Regions from separate parts of the Gossypium arboreum genome. Here region 2 is linked to region 1. A link is a contact called in public Hi-C data. All regions are on one chromosome and are shown on one strand. Each heading gives the region's core, a stretch centred on a gene start, on an enhancer-like site or on the middle of the called end of the contact. The rest is flanking DNA. Distances are from core to core; before and after follow the strand shown. Region 1 holds the start of LOC108483410 (probable indole-3-pyruvate monooxygenase YUCCA8). Region 2 holds the start of LOC108457218 (receptor-like serine/threonine-protein kinase ALE2).

Region 1 (5,397 bases), core at 2,613-5,112:
CATTACAATGGTTATCAATGATGTCCAAATTATAGCGGTTCAGAAACATGTATATAAACCAGGGAAAAGGACGGATTGGTTTCAGCTGTTAAATGCAATCGGGGTTTGGAAGAAAAAAAGAAAAAAAACTGATCCACTAGCTTACTCGAACTTTTCATTTTTGCTCTAATATTCGTAGTTAAGATTTTTTTTTTTTTTTTTACGGATCTTCAAACATGAATATGAAGACATGATCTCCACATGTATTTCAAGTACATATTTATATTTGAGTTTGAGATAACATAGTGGATCAGTTGCTGCTGTAAAGGCCATGCCGGCTTGGTAAAGAAGGGAACATATGGGACATTGAATTCAAAGCACCCTGTTGTAATTTCTGAATCAATGTCTTTAGCAACAAAAACGGGCTGTCTCTCTATGTTCTATATTTAGGAATGTGAAGAGAAAAGGCCCCATGGCTTACTAACACTTGGTTTTGAAGTCTCCATCTTAATTGGAAGTCAATGGACACTGTTCATATCTTTTTGTGGGCTTTTAATTCTTGGACCTGAGTTGCTCCTTTTAATAGGTGACTGTTTCTTTTCCCTGTTGAATCAAGCCACCAGCCAAGAAAATTTTCATGCATTTTAAATTGAAAGCAATGTAAAAAGGGAGAAGGTAAACGACTTGAATCTCAGCATATACCAATTGGCTTATTGAAACCCTCATCTCAGCCAATAGCAACTGGAGCCTAGCAGTATAGAAAATAGTAGTATTTGAATTCCAAATATTTGTGGACTGAGTAGGGGGTGTTGGGAAGTTTGACTTTTTGTGTCAGTGAAAGCAATGTTTGATGTGTGTTGACTAATTCCCAAATAGCGGGCGCTGCAATGTGTGTTTTTGTCATTTGTGGCTGTCATAACTCAGGCTTCCCTGATAGGAGTTGCCTCTTTTGTTTTATTATCCGCTTTAGAACCACTTTTGATTGTCATGACTATATTCGTATATTTTCATGAAATTATATATACATAATTTCAAGCATTAATATCTTTTTGTAGTTTTCGTATAATATTTACACTATAATTGCTTTAGAGTTGGAAGACTTTGTTCGGTAATACGCACCTTACTATCGTGTCTATTTGCAGGCTAATTGGCTGGGTCACCACTCATGTAGACACATCATAAATAAGAAAACATCCCTGTTCCTTCAGAAAACGGCAAAAAAGGTGTCGTGGTGTAGTTGGTTATCACGTCAGTCTAACACACTGAAGGTCTCCGGTTCGAGTCCGGGCGACGCCATTAAATTTTTTACCTTTTCAGTGCAATACTGTCCTCTGTTATAAAGGGTAAAAGAAAAGGAAACAGGGTATTCATGCCTTTACGGACTTCTACGACTTACATAAGATCAAGACAGCTAGTTCTCACGTCTCTAAGTTAAGGAATATGCTTTACATAAAATATCTAACTGTAATTCAGTCATGATGAGAGCATTGAGGGTGCTCTGCTCAATCCATGTGCGGCTTTAGATTATTCGTTTACAAATAAGTTTTGGTCAATGAAATCATACAAGTAATTTAGGAATCAAGGGGAATAGTGTTTGGAGCTTGGCTATCCTCAAAAGATGGTGGGAGCTGGGTTCCATTGTCCCTCATCATCATGAGTCCTATTCCCCATCTATGATTTGATGTTTATGGGGGCAACTTGGAAATCTCAAGCATTCAGTCAGTGGGCCTTTACCTTTTCATTAATACAATGCTTATTTCTTTTAGGGAACTGGAAATCTGTTGTTCCTTTCTCAAAGAATCAGCATCTTTACTGGTTAAGAATGAAGCTTTCTGGCTGTGGATTGGAACTTATTGTAATAATTAGTACCATGAATTGAAAGAATCTTGAAACCATTGACAGAGAAATGATGGGATATAGAGAAAGGAAGCTGCTGTATCATTCAACTTGATTACTGAATTATGGTACAAACATTTTTAAATAAAATTTAAAAAAAAAAAAGGGAAAAAGCCTCATCATCCTCGGTTTACAAAATTCCCAAAGAAAATCAAAACTTGGGCCTTTGGAGAGGGCTCTGTCAGCCTGTTCTACCTCTTTTGTTTTGTTTTTGTTGGGTGAGAGTATTATACAGTATTATTAATTTTTACAGGAACAAAGCTAGTTTCCTAGCTTTTGATGAAATAAAAATATTTGGCCTGAGGATTTTGTAAGTTTAGAACTGTGAAAGTGAAATGCAGCGTCTATGGCGAGCAACAGTTCTCATTCTGAGCTGCTTAGTTTCATCTTTAAAAACCTGGGCAATATCTTGTGCAATCCTCATGGCATCAGAGGAAGCACCTGAGAGCCCTCTCCTTGTGAACCCAGCTGCATAAAGTCCAGCTTTTCCTTTCCACCCATGTGGGAATGAAGCCTTTGGGTACCCATTTTTGGTGAAGAATTCACCTTCCTGTTTCATCATGTCAACTATTTCCATTAGTTTATTTGTCAATCTTGGCTTCTTTAAAACAGTTGAATTTTAGAGCATTTTCTCACCTGAAGCCATGAGGGAACATTGCTGCGGTATCCGGTAGCCAACACAACTGAATCGATATCAAGTTTTTCGCCATTAACGAGCTCAACTTGTCCACGTGAGAAACGCTTGATTCCAGGAACCACATTAATGTCACCTGATCTAATTTTCTCCAATGCACCAATGTCCAATACAGGGGTTTTCCCTTTTGTGTTCTTGAGTTCCAAGGGACCCGTTGATGGCCTTTTAAGTCCATATTTCTCAATGTTTCCCAACATCAACCATGCCAAAATCAACATTAGCTTGTCAACAAGCCAAAGGGGTAGCCATTTCATCATCAAAACAGCCAATTCGAATGTTGATTTCCCAAAAATTTCTCTTGGCAGGACATGAACCTGTTGAAAAACAGAACAAAAAACCCATTAGAATTCAATTTTTCTTCGAAGTGTATCTGATATAAGGTAACTTTTTTTTTTTCTGATGACTTACCGAGCTGCGAACCACCATTGAAGGTGAAGCATTGTGGTTGCACAGATCAAGAGAAACTTCCATGCCAGAGTTGCCACAGCCGACAACTAGTACTTTCTGCCCCTTGAATTTTTCACCAGACTTGTAATCACAAGCATGGATAACTTCACCACCAAACTCTGACAATCCTTCAATATCGGGCAAAACACACTCGGCATTTTCACCAGTGGCCACAACAAGCGAGCGGCAAACGTATTCGAACTCAGTCTTGTTTGAACCACTTGTAACAATGGTCTTGACCCTCCAGAAACCACTGGTCTCATCATACCTAGCTGACTGCACACACTCATTGAACTTTGGGTTGATATCAAAATGCTTAGCATATGATTCAAGGTAGTCAAGGAACTGTCTCTTTGTTGGGTACTCGGGGAAATCCTCAGGGAAAGGTAGTTTAGGGAGTTGGCAGAATTGTTTGGGAAGGTGAAGCTTTAGCCTGTCGTAGGTGCGTTTCTGCCACAAAGATGCAATGCAATCGGTTCTTTCGAGGACAACAAAGGGGACCCCTTGTTCTTTCAGGCAAGCAGCAGTGGCTAGCCCTGATGGTCCGGCACCAACAATGACCGGACCATTGACCAAAGTCCATTTACGCTGAAAGAAATCTTGGTCTTGATCAACAAGGCGAAACAAATTCTCCATTGTCATACGGTGAGTTTGTCTTGAGACAAAAATGTAGAGTTGAAATTAGAGAGCTTAGAGAAAAAAAAGAAATGGTGTTTGTTTTTTTCTTTCAGAGAGAGTAAGTTGTTGTTCTTGGTTTGGAGGGAGAAGATGGGATGGGGCTGCTTAAATAAGGAAGGTCCATGTGATAACATTCAAGAATTTAATGCATTTTAAAAGGGTCCAGTTTCAAATCATAAGCCAATGGCTACCTTTTGTTATTTTATAGAATAATTTAATAGATCCTTATATACATTTACATGATACTTAAAAAATTGTTGAAGGATTATCATATTTTTTTGGAATTTTTTATTCTTTCCTTTATAATTTTTTTTGTTTATTATAAAGATGTAAATATATTTAGAAGAGAAAAAACTTGGGTTACCAATGAAAGCATGGAGTTTACATGATTTTGATGCCCAACATCAAATGTGCTTGTAGATTTCATACCAAGCTTGAGATTCCATATTATTTTATATCAATTATTGTATATGTTCCACCAACTTCATAGTAAGTGAACTTTGATAAGATCATTTTATATATCAAAAACAATATATATACATATATGATAATTGAAATACACAATCATATTCAATTAGCATAACTTCATACATCATATTGAATTTGTGCAAAAGAAAAAAAGAAAAAGGAAAGATTGCAATGTTCCTAATTTCAAACATAAAAAGAGAAAAGAGAAAAGAAAAGGAAAAGAAATTAGGTCCTATTTTATGCTGTAATATTTGAGGTAAAATCAGCTAAATTAACCAAAGATGAAGTGGAAACATCATAGGGAGAGAATTAGGAAACAATGAAAATGAAAATGACGCAACATCCTCTTATGATTCTAATGGACCCACTAGAGGGGAGTTTCTTTCATAAAAAATTTTAAAAATAAAGTAAATAAAGAAATAAATGGGAGGATAAATAAAATATTTAAAATGTATGGAAATTGGAAGCCTAAGTGGCAGAGAGTGCTGACTAGGATATAGGCGGCGATGTTCCCACGTGGATTGGATGAGTGAAGTTGATGAATAAGAAGGGGTTTAACACTGTCACGATCTTGGGGGAGGGATCCCCCACATGAGCCCCTCCATTGCCTTGGGATTGCGACTTGTAAGGCTGCTTCGACCCACAAATGCCCCTTTCTGCCGACCCTCCTCCACACCCACCTTTGCGCCATCTGTCCAACCCACTTCGACTAATTTCACACCACTTCCCAAGAAAAAAAATCTGCTCAACCCATCCACATGCCCTCTTCTTCCACTGTGTATGTTTCTAAGCTGACGATTTGCATGCTCAACTAATATTCCTAACAGACTAACAATATTTAGCCTAGTTGTAAAGTTTATTACAATTTTATGGACAGAATTTAGATTTAAATTTTGAATATGATGTTGTTGAGAAAATAATTATAAATCAATTAATTTTTTATAAATTGTAAAACGGGTATAAAAAATATTTTAATTAAATTAATATTACAACAATAAAGATATTGCTCCCAAATTATAGTCTTTCGTGCCTGGTATTGCCCTTGAACTACAACGATGGTTAGCTTTGAACCTTCATTTGGCTTTTGTGTAAATGTTTATACTTTGCCAAGAAAATTAATAACTATGGGTGTTTGTGATATTTAAAAATGTATTTGATTAATTTATATAGTACATTCTATATAGTACATATGTATCACACACCTCGAGCAATGATTAAAAAAAAAAAAAAAAGCT
Region 2 (5,217 bases), core at 895-3,394, 900 kb after region 1:
AACACACATACAAATGTAACACTCATAATTTTTTCTCAAATCCATGGATTTGTTGGATGCCTATTTAGTAGTGAATTTGAAATTCTTAAAAGAATTTATGAACTTCACAAATTCATGCTTTTTATACTTTCCAAATAAATATTTATCTTGAAATCCAACTAATTTATTCATAAGGAATGCATTTCCTTCTAACAATTTATATGGCAAATGAAATCCAAATCCAAATTTTCAAATTCATGTTCCAAACATCACATCAAGTATTTTCAGTTAACATTATAGCTTCATGGATAAAACATCAAGCTTTACCTACTTGGATATAAATAATTGATCATTTCAAGTCTAGACAGGAAATTAATCAAAAGAATTTATTCAACTTCATTAAGATTTAAAGATAAATAAATTGTTACCATGATCAATGATTGTTTCCATCGCAGACAACTGGTGCACTGGTTGTAAAGGAGACAATAATATTTGCAGTCCTGGTAAAAAAGATAAAAATTAAATGGCAGTGATGTTAGTCTTCCTTAATGAACTATAGTTATTGTAACCGTTATGGCAACACATGTCCTTAACTCTATTTGCATGCAACACATAATAACCACAAATTACAAGAAATTAGATAACTATAACAAAGATTTTAACATTTCCAAGGGTAACTGATTTTGACCGTTTACTCAAGAAGGATTGTACCCAAAAGCATTGCTATACAGAAGCTATAATACAAATATTTAAGGCTCATACTCTTTTCAAGAAGCATCCATGGAAAAATAAAATATAAATAAAACAAAGAAAACTAACAGGAAATCCGGAATTCACGAACATTATTTGATAATTGAAGCTCAGTTAACTTTAATGGTATTAGAACACTTATAATTTGAGCTAACCTTTTAGGATAAATAATAATATGTAATTATTCCTGACGTCCATATTATCCATAGTATATTCCTCAAAGGGCTAAGATATGAATAGCTCATCTGATATCCCTTTTTCCAAATTATTATTATTTTCTCAAGATACTGTATGGAATTAGAAAACAGGGGACTAACAAATTACTCAAAAAGCGAACCCTTCTTTACATTTTAAAATTTTCTTTTTTCCGCTTTCTTTAGTTTTGGCGAACTCGAAAGATTAAGCTAAAGGATAAACGTTATAGTGGAAAGTTTAAGTAGACATAAAGAGAGCCAATCAGCAGTAAAGCCAAAGCCTACTTAGCTTCATAAAGCATGCTGACCTTTTCTTAATTTCTATAAATAAAATTAAAAGCTAACTCGGACTAGATTTTAGTCCACTTCCCTTCCTTATCTATTATTGGCTCCGCAACCAAACAGATAAAACGAAATTAAAGAAGAAGAAAAAAGCAGAAGAGCAAGTATCCAGAAAGAGTGATACCGAAACAAGAACAAGAGAGAAAGCTGGGTAAGTAAACAAGAAGCAAAATGAACAGAGTCAAAGCAGGCATCTTCTCTCGCCGAACCAGAGTCCACAGCAACCATCGTCAGACACCAACTCGAACAACGTGCGAGTCGTCGGAGAGACACTGGAGATTCCTAAGTTTCCGATGGACCATTCGCCGCCAGCCAAACTCTCCGTTGCTCTCTCCGAGCGAAACGACACACCTCATAACTAAACCAAACAAAACTAAAACCTAAGCTGCTCCGCCGCCAAGCGCCCCTCCAAAAAAAAGGTAAAAGAAACGGAACAAAAACCCTAGGAGAGAGAAGATGAAGGGAATGAGAGTCGGCGTGATTGTAGTCGATCCATGAAATGCGGCAAAGATCTAACGCAACAATGCAGAGAAGAAAATAGGTCTTCCCTTTTCCTTTCTAGTTTGGGAGATGAGAACATGGAAAAGGGATTCTTGGGATGAGAGTAGAAAATTGAGAGAGTAAAGGGAGAACTGCGTCCGTGAGAGACACAGAGAGTGGGAGTGGGGGCTGGAAAGGTGGGGAGGTGCTTTATTACTGGAGTGTAGCCTACAGCAAAAGCAACTGCTTCATGAAATTGATGATGGCTGTCTGGTACGCGCTTCTATGCAAGCGCGTTTTCTTAACGCACCGTCGAAAACGACAAACCTGGAAGCCGTTTGTTCCCGTCACTTGAAATTTGGCAAACCGTTTTCTGTTTTGCAAACTCCCAACATATTTTGAAAATTAAAATTAGGTCAATTTCTGATTTTAAAAATAATACAAACAAACAAAATTAGAATGAGCCTTGGATCAAGAGTTTTATTTTATTAATTTAATTTAAATTTTTTAAATAAGTTGAATAAATTTTGACTTGAGTCTGTCGGAGTTAATTTTTTTTGAAATTTAAAATCCATGACATTCACTTGTTTTTTTTTAAACAAAGATTTTAAATTTTAAAATAGTAATTTTTAAGTGAATAATTATTTTTTAAAATGGGAAAGGTAATCATGGGATAAATTATGGAATAAAGCCATTTTTTTAAAAATTAAGGAAATAGGTCAGTTTTTTAAAAAATGGTGGAAATGGACTGAATTTGCTAAAACACTTTCAATTGGTGTCGCTTTTAAGGGAAAACTAGAAAAACGCTTCCAGATCAGTGCGTTTTTCCCCTCCCCAATAGTCACTTCCAACGACTATTTTAAATAGTCATTTCCCCCCTGACACTAAAAAAAGAAACTATAAATCTCTCACCTACTAATTTCTCACATTTCTCATATTTCTTTATTAAATCTCTCAAATTTTTCAATCAACTCTCAAAAAACTCTCAAAAATCTCTCAAATTCTCTCTTAAATTTTTTACTAAAATTATATTTCTATTCAAATTCTATTTTTATTCTATTTTTATTAATATTTTTAAGAAATTTTTTCGTGTTCTATATAATTTAGCAATGGTCGAGTCTCTAATCCGTCTTGATATCAAGCATATCTCCATCAATCAATTGTAAACGGTAAAAATAAATTTTAATCTTGTTTAATTTTTTTATTTCATTGTTATATTTTAACTTAACGTTTTTTATAATTTTTATGTAAATAGGTAGAAGATCGAATTTTACAATGTCATATTCGTAATCTACACGGTCCTCTATCACCGTTGATCGAACCATACTTGAGGGAAACCAGTTTTTGGCACATGGCCCTTGTAGGCTGAGAGTGTAAGTTGGACCCGAAACTCATAAGCGCATTGGTGGAAAGGTGGAGACTCGAGACACACACATTCCATTTTTCAAGCGACGAGTGTACTATCACTCTAGAGGACGTGCATTTACAATTGGGGTTACCCATGGATAAGTTGGTAGTTAATGGGTTTGTTTAGTCACTGATTGGGGAGCCATATGTTTAGATCTTTTGGGTGCAGTTCTGGAGATGATTTACGAAGGTCGAATCAAAATGGCTTGGATACAAAAAAAATTAGCGGAGCTGGTTAATGATTCGACTAAAGTACAAAGAGAACAATACGCTTAAGTGTACATCCTTCAGATCATCGAGGATATCATGATGTCGGATAAGTCATTAAATCTTGTCCATCTAAGGCGACTGCTGAAACTCGTCAATTTTAGAGGAGCGAGCTGTAACACCCCTTAACCCTAGACCATCGCCGGAACAGGGTTACGAGGCATTACAGAACATATCAGACAATTTACAATTAATTTGAAATAAATGACATACATATCTTGATTTAATCATAAAGTCCCTATAATGGACCCTCGAGATCCAAATCACACGTAATCGAATTGGGACTTGTTCAGGTACTCTAGAAATATTTCGTAATTTTTTTTTTAAAACTCAATATAACCTCTTTATAAATATTTAACCTTCCCTGCAAGTTTCAAACTGATACCAATCCAAAACAAATCTTTCATCCAACACATTTGCACACTAAATGACTTAACCACATAATCAAATTACATTCATAAAATCATATAAAATTTTACTAACTAGCTTTATTCATTTTTCTTCCCAAGTTTAATACCAAACTTACCAAATTTGTCAAACCATTTCATTTAACTTAGTACCAAAACACCAAATATCATTTATTACAACCAAAATCATAAAATATTTTAAAGTGACCATTACAACACCTATGTACATGCCACTTTCATTTAAGGAAAAAAACATCACCAAAACTTTTGTGCTGGAGTCGAGATTGTTCGAATGTTGGATCGGGACTCTAGACTCCTATTGATCTGTGCACGGAAACAACCGTACGCTGAGTACTTCATACTCAGTGGTATTACCATAATTCAAATAATAATAATAATAATAGAATATCATTATCAAGCATATAACTATCCAATTTTTCAAATATCAATTCATTCTTAAACTCTCATTAATTAACAATAACAATATAATTTTTTTTTAGCTATTCTTCAATTTCATTCACATATCATATGTCTCAATTTCAATCATTACATGAACATTTAGCTCATGCCTTTCATTTCCAATCTCAATTTCAATCCACAATTCAACTTTCTCACATTTTCAATAGTACAATCAATTAAATTCATTTAATTTTTCCCATTTCAGTTATTCACCCTATTAACAAACCCAAACTTTGACGAATACACGGATTCCAACCCAAACACACAGTACGGCACATTATGCCTAAAACTGTACATAGTACCTGATCAATATACAATTCATAAGTGCCTGAAATGACACACTAGGTGCCTGATATACGACACATAAAGTGCCCGATCGACAAAGTCGATAAATCCCGTACTCTTCCAAATTCTATGGCATGCCAACTATATCCGACTCAGCCCGACTAGTTAATAGGGTATTCAAATCATTTCTCAATTTCAATTTCACTTTCAATGTACAATTCAATTTGATATAATTTTCCACTTTCCAACAATATACTATCAAATATTCATGCATAATCATATTTCATCTCAATTTCATTCAATTTAATAGTGATACTTAACTTATAATTTTACTACCATACCATAAATTTAAATATAACATTTAATAAATAGTAGTTTGAATTATAGTAATACAAACCCGGATTTGTTTGATTACTCCTTGACAACTTTTTCCTTTCCTTTCGATGCCGATGCTTCGGGTTCTTTGCTAGATACGAAAATTAAAATAATTATACCGTTAATTACAGCACTAATTATAACAAATAATTGAATTTCTATTAATTTACACCTTATTTTCAATTAGGTCCTAATTAACTCATTCACTTTACTAACTTAATTCATACTTCATTCTTATTCAAATTCCTATCAAATTCAACCTAACTATCAAG

What was found. A called contact is a pair of places that touch in the nucleus more often than the background predicts.
Region 2: a Hi-C map of leaf shows a contact between it and region 1, with 4 times the contacts expected there. The contact joins the promoter of LOC108457218 here to the promoter of LOC108483410 in region 1. A contact is called at or near these places in 3 of 5 Hi-C or Micro-C datasets (all in leaf).

The regions. Positions count from the first base shown.
Region 1 is chr7:61,738,353-61,743,749 of ASM2569848v2, forward strand. It overlaps LOC108483410 (probable indole-3-pyruvate monooxygenase YUCCA8), which reads right to left and starts at 3,863. Exons shown (of 3, transcript XM_017786794.2): 1 at 2,978-3,863; 2 at 2,512-2,883; 3 at 1,901-2,425. The coding sequence starts at 3,658. The coding sequence ends at 2,192. TRNAV-AAC (transfer RNA valine (anticodon AAC)) reads left to right here and starts at 1,202; the gene lies at 1,202-1,275.
Region 2 is chr7:62,639,738-62,644,954 of ASM2569848v2, forward strand. It overlaps LOC108457218 (receptor-like serine/threonine-protein kinase ALE2), which reads right to left and starts at 2,145. Exons shown (of 9, transcript XM_017756155.2): 1 at 1,390-2,145; 2 at 408-479. The coding sequence starts at 1,459.